3 separate regions of the Mus musculus genome follow, and regions 1 and 2 are each linked to region 3. The links are chromatin contacts, called in public Hi-C maps. All regions are on one chromosome and are shown on one strand. Each heading gives the region's core, a stretch centred on a gene start, on an enhancer-like site or on the middle of the called end of the contact. The rest is flanking DNA. Distances are from core to core; before and after follow the strand shown. Region 1 has its middle 18 kb from the start of Bhlhe41. Region 2 has its middle 3.3 kb from the start of Gm32675. Region 3 overlaps Itpr2 (inositol 1,4,5-triphosphate receptor 2).

The links. A called contact is a pair of places that touch in the nucleus more often than the background predicts.
Region 1: a contact with region 3 is called in a Hi-C map of bone marrow-derived macrophages, with 16 read pairs. The contact joins two enhancer-like sites. A contact is called at or near these places in 12 of 39 promoter capture datasets (the 3T3-L1 cell line, 3T3-L1-derived adipocytes, the C10 cell line and 7 more), 2 of 484 Hi-C or Micro-C datasets (bone marrow-derived macrophages and nephron progenitors), 2 of 115 datasets of contacts at active chromatin or transcription factors (large pre-B cells and microglia) and 2 of 9 other capture datasets (adipose tissue and pancreatic islet).
Region 2: a Hi-C map of bone marrow-derived macrophages shows a contact between it and region 3, with 20 read pairs. The contact joins two enhancer-like sites. A contact is called at or near these places in 1 of 484 Hi-C or Micro-C datasets (bone marrow-derived macrophages), 1 of 115 datasets of contacts at active chromatin or transcription factors (bone marrow-derived macrophages) and 2 of 9 other capture datasets (adipose tissue and liver).

The regions. Positions count from the first base shown.
Region 1 is chr6:145,881,700-145,884,645 of GRCm38.p6, forward strand. No RefSeq gene overlaps it. Among named protein-coding and RNA genes, the nearest start is that of Bhlhe41, 18 kb to the left of the region's middle. Within about 2 kb of position 1,467, at least 64 of the 459 cell types and tissues checked have an H3K27ac peak or open chromatin away from gene starts, as enhancers often do. A contact at or near this core is called in the HPC-7 cell line and bone marrow-derived macrophages, where this site is marked.
Region 2 is chr6:145,909,546-145,912,304 of GRCm38.p6, forward strand. No RefSeq gene overlaps it. Among named protein-coding and RNA genes, the nearest start is that of Gm32675, 3.3 kb to the right of the region's middle. Within about 2 kb of position 1,381, at least 25 of the 459 cell types and tissues checked have an H3K27ac peak or open chromatin away from gene starts, as enhancers often do. A contact at or near this core is called in bone marrow-derived macrophages, where this site is marked.
Region 3 is chr6:146,228,701-146,231,616 of GRCm38.p6, forward strand. It overlaps Itpr2 (inositol 1,4,5-triphosphate receptor 2), which reads right to left. Exons shown (of 57, transcript NM_019923.4): 42 at 993-1,193. It overlaps Gm35596 (a long non-coding RNA gene), which reads left to right. Exons shown (of 5, transcript XR_378174.4): 3 at 211-330. Among named protein-coding and RNA genes, the nearest start is that of Gm35596, 10 kb to the left of the region's middle. Within about 2 kb of position 1,466, at least 26 of the 459 cell types and tissues checked have an H3K27ac peak or open chromatin away from gene starts, as enhancers often do. A contact at or near this core is called in the HPC-7 cell line and bone marrow-derived macrophages, where this site is marked.

The DNA.
Region 1 (2,946 bases), core at 217-2,716, 350 kb before region 3:
GTAGTGGTGTGGTAGTGAATGTTTAACTGGACCTCAGGGAAAAGCATGTCTGTATGTGCAGTCTGAAAGATGTGTAGAAAACACATACAGTGATGTGCAATAATAAAATATGCATTGCTCACATAAATTCCATGAAGCTGATTAATTCTCAGTGAATGGTTTTATTGATTTCTGCTGACCCTGTATCCTTTGCCAGCCTACAGTTGCAATTAATTCATAAATGTAATTCCAACATGAAAGTTGGTTGAGACTTTTGTTTATTTTAGTGATTAAGGTGAAAGTACTACGGAGAAAAGACTTTTTAAAATAACCTTAGTCATTTGTTAAATACAGGAGCAATTAGTAACAACTCTCACACAATGGGAAATGGTTTTTCTGCTTTCTTGTGTGTTACTCACAATGCAAAGTTCCGATGCGACACAGTGCTAAGTACAATCAACATGACACATGATTTCTCTGGCCTAATAACCAAGAAAACCAACCCCTGAAGTTTCTGCCAATTTTCATAGTGTAAATACTTGCAAGAGACTCTCTACCAACAATGTATCAGTGAAAGTGGAGGTGGGGGATTACAGGCAGGGAGGAAGCAGAAGAGACACTTCCTTGGCTTGGTGTGGAATTTACCTGATCGTCATCAGCTACAAGAGTTAGAAACACCTGGAGTGCTGGCTTGTGAAATGCAGGGTATGATATTGAATGGACTTTACAGCACAATTCTCTGATTTGGACAAATGTTGAATGAGGGTAATATTGTCACCTGGAGGCTGAGACTGCGTGAAGATCAGCCTAGGCCTCCAGGCTCTGAGGCAGGAACAACTGAAACCAACAGAACAAAAGAAACCCAAGAGCTCCCAGCAGCTAAACTAGGGGAGCTACACCACCGAGGCCACAGTGATCCTTCTTGTGAGGTGAGAGATGGGCTTTATTCTCTCTCATTGGCCCTGTGGCATTGAGACCCAGGACCTCTGAAATGTAGCTCTCCTCCTGTGTAGTGTCTCAAGCACAGAGGTGTTTCCCCTGTTCTGTAGCAACACAAAGCAGGAGCAGACGGAAGCGAGCCTTATTGACTCCTGACTCTTGAAGACAGACCGGAGCCCAGTAAATATTTGTAGAAAGACTAGATGACCTCACAGAATGGGGCTACTGTTTGTGGTGGAGTAGCTTTTAATTTCTACATGACTAAATTTTTACTCTGTGATCATATATTAATATATTATCAAATTTGAATGGGTATGCTACTAATAGTCTAAATACTCACTAAAACTACGTCTTAGAGCCAGATGTGCTGCTGTGAACCTGGGATCCCATACTTGGAAGGCTGAGGAAGAGGGTCATTCACAGATAATCACTTCTGTAGCACCACACCAAGACACTTTCATCTATCGTTTCAGCTAATGTATACTGGTGTAACTTTTAGTGACCCACCTACTCTCTGTTTCTGTGGAGTTACCCATTTGGATATCTCATGTGCACAGAACCATGTGAGTCATTGCTCTCTACAGTTGAGTTCATTTCCTGTTTTCAGGGTTAATCCTTGCAATAGCATACAATATTTTACTAGTTTTTTTTTTTTTACTGCTAAACCACATTGCATTGCATGACTATGGCACTTTTATTTGCCCACTTAGCAGTTGATAGAATCCAGGGCATGTTCTTTTTTTTTTTTTTTTTCATTTTTTATTAGGTATTTAGCTCATTTACATTTCCAATGCTATATCAAAAGTCCCCCATACCCACCCACCCCCACTCCCCTACCCACCCACTCCCCCTTTTTGGCCCTGGCGTTCCCCTGTACTGGGGCATATAAAGTTTGCGTGTCCAATGGGCCTCTCTTTCCAGTGATGGCCGACTAGGCCATCTTTTGATACATATGCAGCTAGAGTCAAGAGCTCCGGGGTACTGGTTAGTTCATAATGTTGTTCCACCTATAGGGTTGCAGATCCCTTTAGCTCCTTGGGTACTTTCTCTAGCTCCTCCATTGGGAGCCCTGTGATCCATCCATTAGCTGACTGTGAGCATCCACTTCTGTGTTTGCTAGCCAGGGCATGTTCTTTTGAGCGCTCATGAATGACATTCTGAGCACCAGGCATGAGGCTGTGTGCACTTGCTTTCAGTTCTCTAGGATGTGGGCTGGGGCAGATGCTAGTTACATAGTAACTGAGGGACAGACAGCTTTGCGAAAGGGCTTCAGCCCCCACTGCATTCTTGCCAGAAGTGTATGAAGGTTCCGTTTCCACCACATGGTCAGGGAAGTTACCAGCCACAGAAAGGTGTGATGAATGTTAAATCGACTTCTCAGTAAGTGTAAACCTTTTAGGATTTGACCAAAAATTTGTATTCAAAGGCATAGTTTTAGTTACAACCTTATAAATCTAAATGGTTTGTAAGAATAAAACTTCCAAGTGTAAGACTAAAACTTCCAGGCTTTACCATGCAACCAAGAGCACAGAGCAAGGATCTCAGGCTGGAAGGGTTTAACTGTCTTTCTTAGGGTGCTCCTAAAACTTGAAGTAAATTTACAGTACATGTTGTGGGGGTACACTCTTGTTATCCCAGTACTTGGGAGATACAGGCAAAGGGATCAGGTGTTCAGGGCCAGTCTTAGCTACAGGAGACCCATGTCAACAAAAACAAACAAAACAAAGTAACAAGTGGCTGTTGGGGTGGAGGGGGGTGTCTTAATTCTGAAGGTTTCTGGAAGCAGTAATGCTTGAGCACTGGTTCAGTCAAGAAATCTTGTAACAAAAATAAAAAAACAATATGTAGCATAGAGGCTGTGAAGAGACAAAGGCAGGAAGATACTCCAGAAGAGGAATGGAGATGCTCCTTCAAACAGGACATATGTGCTACTGTGTTTCCATATGACCTGACACAGCCAGACAAGCCCTTACTTCTCTCTCTCCCCATTCGACACTGAACTTTTAAGTGTCTCGTGACACTAGAAGA
Region 2 (2,759 bases), core at 131-2,630, 320 kb before region 3:
AGAGAGAGAGAGACAGAGAGAGACAGAGAGAGACAGAGAGACAGAGACAGAGAGACAGAGAGAGACAGAGACAGAGACAGGCATAGGTTTGCACATAGCAGACACATACACAGGCACACATGTCCAGGCATACACAGAGAGAGAGAGAGAGAGAGAGAGAGAGAGAGAGAGAGAGAGAGAGAGAGAAGAAGGGAGGAAGGGAGGAGGGAGGAAGGAAGGAAGGAAGGAAGGAAGGAAGGAAGGAAGGAAGAGAGGGGCACACACATAGGTTTGTGCACATACCAGGCACATACACTCATGTACACATTCATAGACACACACACAGGGATACACACACAGGCTCACACACACAGGCACACACAGAGACACACATACTCAGACAGATACACAGAGGCATATACACAGGATTGCAAATGCCAGGCAGGCACATACTTGGGGGACACAGAATATGGTTACTAGCCACATATGTTGAGCTTCAAGGGCGATTCCTTTGCACAGTTCGTTAAAAACTAAGTGTTTCCATAGTCAAAGCTGTTCATCTACTCTGTATAACTGCCCAAACCCAGAAATAAGGAACTAGGAAGCCCGGTTGGAGGTAAACATCAATGCTACCAGCAGAGGATCGACAGGGACACCCCAGAGCCTCTCAGCCTTTAAGTCAGTTAACCCTACACTCTGGAGTGTGTGTGTGTGTGAGTGTGTGTGTGTGTGTGGGGGGGTGCAGCAAGCTACTGGCCTCAGGGCCTGTTGCCTACTTTTGAAAGTCCAGTGTGTGAGCAAGAAAGATTTTTACATTTTTAGGAGCTAGAAAAAGAAAATTAAAAATGAGTTACATTTCATGACATATCAGAAGAAAATTCAAATCTCATTATGTATCAAATTTTATTTTAATATATGACATCATTCATTGACACACTGCTAAGGGCCCCACTGAAGTATATGATCAGTGCCATGTCAGTGTGGGGAGACTATGTAGCCAGCTAGTAGTGTTTCCTACCTGGACCTCTGCAGGGGAGCTTGTGCCTCTGAGCTGTGTCAAAAGGCAAGGCCAAACAATGTGCTTTGTGCTTTGTGGGGTACTTAAGGCAGGGTCGGCTGTGGCTGAAACAGTGTATCTGTGTGAACTCTCTCCAAACATTCAATAACCTGGGATTCCTCAAGGCCTTGAGAACCTACCAGTGTGGAGACGGTTACTGTGTTACAGCTCTGAAAGGAAAGGTTTCCCGAATGTAAGTGTTGCAGCTCTGAAGGGAAAGGTATCCTGGCAACTGGGAGCCAAGGAATACAACAAAGTCACATCAGACAACAAACCTCACACAAGACTAGCTGCAGAGAACTGAGTGGGAGGAAGGCTTATATAAGGTTTCTTGGGGGAGGAGCTTTCTAAGGTGAAGGTTTCCAGAGAGCTGATTGGTGGGTTTTTAAGTCCTAAGCTTGGGGTGAGCCCAGGGATTGGTGGGTTTTCAAAACCTGAAAGTGAGCTTGGACTTTTTACCCTACAAACTCAAGGTTTGCTGTGGATTGTCTCTAAATTCCCACTCATCTTTGTCTTTATTCTTTTTTCCTGTATATTTATGCTATTTACATATTGAAAGCTGAAGGGACTCTGGCCAGCTTGAGCATGGCTCTGGCAGGCCTTGCCCTTCTCCCCCATTCCCTCTGTCTTGCTAAACTGTTAGGTTACATTCCTAAGGCTAGCCACCAAGGTCTGTTCCCTTATTTGGCCACTTCCTCCCCCTCCTGAGGCTGACTTCCAAGGTCCAGCTATCAAAGTATTGAAGTTCAGCAATCAAAAGACCCCTTTGGCTCACCTAATTAATGTGCCTGATTTAAAATTAAACACCCCATCCTAATGTGGGTTACCCTTGTACCTTTATAAGCTGTCATTTTCCTGTGAGATACCTCTGTCTCCTCTCTATTCAGAGGCAGTCCTTTGTCCCCCAAGACAAGTACCCCTCCCCCTCTCCTGTGTTCCCTTCCCCTTCTCCCTCATCCTGTATCTCCTGTCTTTGTCTCTTATTCCCTGCCCGCTGTCCCTCTGGAGCAAATACATCTCCTTGGTGCTGAGAACTTGGTCTTGAGCTGATATTTTTTTTTCTCCAAAAACCATATTATAAAAGATTAGAAAAAAAATCAAGTGTCTGAAAAGAATGAAAGTATGGGGGGGGGGGGCAGGGCTGTCACCATGAAGCCCTGAGAAAGGTCATCTTTATCCCATCCTTTACTGCCTGTGTTTTTAAGGAGGGAAAACACACTTCCTACAGCCCCCCAGCTTTTCTCCGACTAATCCTGGGAACCAGTAGGCATGAAAGACTGTCTCTTGTCTCTTCACTCAACAAATATAAACAAGTTTATTTACCAGGGCTTGTACCGTCTGAGCAATAACAGCTCTCTCTCTCTCTCTCTCTCTCTCTCTCTCTCTCTCTCTCTCTCAACTTGCCTTCAGAGCTTAGATACGACCCTGCTCCTCAGCCCTCTCCCTCTCATCCTCACACCCAGGAAACTGCTGCTGTTCTGTCAGCGGGAACCTTTAAGTTCATTGCCACTGCTGTCTGAGTGTTTTAAAACATATCAGGATAGCTGGAATCTGAGCTGTAGGAAGGCTGAGGCACAGGGATTACCATGAATTTGAGGCCAGTTTGAGCTACATACTGAGAACCAGGTCTGTCAGAGTTGTGGGGTGGCACTCTACCTCAAATCAAAAACAAAAAAAAAAAGCCCAGAAATACACATAAAAATGAAATTAATCACAAGGAGAC
Region 3 (2,916 bases), core at 216-2,715:
AAAATAAAGGGAAAACATGTACAAACTCACTGTCATAAACACAGAGAAGAAAACAATACCGTTATGATAACGGTCAATGTGTTTGCATCAAATGAACACACAGGTGTGTGTATATCGTGTATATGTGTGTACACAGGCACTGCATGTGTGTGTGTGGACAGTCATATGATCTGCAATAGAAAAGCTGACTTTTTCACATCTTCTTCCTAGAGCAACCATTGATGTTTGGTATCAATCACACCTTTAAATTTTATGTCCAGAAATGTATGACATGGAGCCTCTGCCCCTGAACCTTGCCCGCTCCAGGTGTTTTCTGAATACTAAACACTGGTAAGAAACATTACAAGATGCCTTTCTTCCCTACATCTCCTGTCCTGTCATCTCCCACAGTGTGTCCTTAGAGCAAAGCAAAACACTCTGGGGACCAGGATGAACGTCGGGTCTCTCACATGTGCATGTGCACCGAAATCAAAATGGCTCATTGTTTGGGTTCTGAAAGTCTGTAGCTTTTCTGTTTTTGCAGTGTCTCAGAGTGCTGCCATCTCTGAGCTGATCTCTGAGTCTGAAGCTGTTTATCAGCAAGATGACAGCCATGAGACCCACTTCATAAGCTAACCAAGCATATGTGTAACATGGATATTATACCCCACAACATGTACACACTGCATTGGAGCCAAAGCCACAGCGAGTTAACTCCACACAGCTGGAGATACAGAGAAAAACTCAACATTGGGAAGAAATACAATCTTACCCTTCTTTCAGTAACTCTTTTTATCTTAAATATTTTCACGGGAACTTTCTTTTATAATGCAATTTAAAATGTAGCCTACTATGTGCTAGTCTACACCTCGGCCTTTGTATGTTCTTTGAGAAAAGCAGCCACACCAAGCAGAACAAGCAACGAGGCTTCACCAGCATGTGAGGTGGGCTCTGTGCCTCACCCGGCATGCTGCTTCTGAGTCATGGCTCAGGCAGCGCTACTCTCTGGTTACCTGGTTCTCGTGGCACGGGCCTTGGCAGTACTCGGTCAAGCTCTCCAGAGTCTGGTTGACCAGAGCTACATTCCTCTCATTGATGTAGAGCCCCAGCAGGCCTAGACCCCCTGTGGTACTTCCGCAGATACAGTCCAGGAACTGAAGCGTTTCACAGACAAGGTTGTAGTTTGTTTTGTTGTTCTGGTTCCTCAAGAAGTTCTGCAAGGGGAAATCAAATACAGCTGAAGGACTGAAAGCAAAACACGGGGGAAAAGGGTCAGGTTTAGCTTCTGTGTGTGTGTGGGTGGGTGTGTGTGTGTGTGTGTGTGTGTGTGTGTGTGTGTAAGAGACAGAGAAAGAAAGAGGGAGAGGGAGAGGGAGAGAGAGAGAGAGAGAGAGAGAGAGAGAGAGATTCCTTGCCAGTATAGAATTCAATTATTCTTTATAAGACAGTGAGACAACTGGGGGCAGGAAGGTGACCAGCAGAAGAGAGAAGTAATGAGGGGCATAATGGGTGTGACTATGACTAAGCATAATGATGTGCATGAAAATGCCATAATGAGACTCATTGTTTTTCAAGATAACTTTAAAATAATTTAAAATTGAATAATGTTTAAACGTTGATGCCCTCCCCTTCGAGACCTAGCAAAAGTATTCAGCCAAACAAGTCACACTAAACACTGCCCTGCTGTCCTCACTGGAAATCTACAGAGGGCAGAAACAAGTGTGAGAAGGAGAAAGGAGAAGGGAAACAGACTGTTCGTGGAGGCGGAGTCCAACTTCCATGCGAAGCATCCCTGACAAGCCTGCCTGTCACGGTGCAGTCGGGGTAGGATCATAGGAGGAGCAACATGAAAGCTCTCTCAAGCATTTCGGCAAGCAGTCCTCCATCTCTGCACCTGCACACTAAAGAGATTCACTGCTCACTGCCGGTTAGCACAGACAGGGGCTAGCAAAAGCTGGAGCCTTACCCCTGCTGGCAGTGTGATGGGTGTGGCTCTTAGGAAATGCTTCCATGTGTGTGATAAGCATTACCAAGCAATAAGTACTATAGTAATGTTAAAAAAAATGACTAAACGAAAAAGCAGACACTATAGAACGTATATTCTCTTGAACAGAAATTAGGCTTATAGGCACAAACTGATGTTTATATGTGCACAGAATTTTCTAGAAAAAAAACTGTTATTGGTGCACTTCCTTTGGGGACTAAGGCTAGGGAAAGAACCCAAAGAGAAATAGAGGGAGAGAGGGTTCTTGTTTTAATGCATTTGTAGCTATCTATTTATTTATTTTGATTTTTTGCTATTTGTTCTTCTTACCGCTACTGTGAAAGAAAAGGTTCTCTAAGGGAGTGCTTGAGCCACACTTTCATGGTTAACAGAAAGCCAGATATTATTCTATCTATTTTGCTCATCCACGCCCCACACTGTCAGGGTCTATTGATGAGAACTAGCTGGCAGGCACACCCTACAGAAGCTAGATCTAAGCTGCGGTCAGCTCGTCCCAATGAGCCACATTCCCCCACCATTCATTCGGGAACATCTCATCAACATGGACCCTATTCTAATCCTAGGCAGGACCCACTGTGGAAACCTCCACCAGTCACTGTAATTCATTAATAAAACCGTTTCCCGGCTATGCTAGCTACAGTGGCACTGCGAAGCTGGCTGGCAAGGGCGAGTGTCTATCTTGGAGGCAAACTCTTCAGGGGAGCATTCCATGCTCCCTCAACCAGGCCAATCACAATTGCTCTCTCCGTGTGCCTTTGCCATGGTGTCTGCCATAGGCGGGGCATACAAAAACGCCAGAGAGGTAGTCAAAGTTTGAAGGCAGCCCTAGTCCATCCATCTGAGAGGAAATGTGGTGGTGGAGATATCGTGATGTGGACTATATTAATTTGCGAAGTAACTTTCACTATCATAAAAAATTCCTTGAGAGGAGA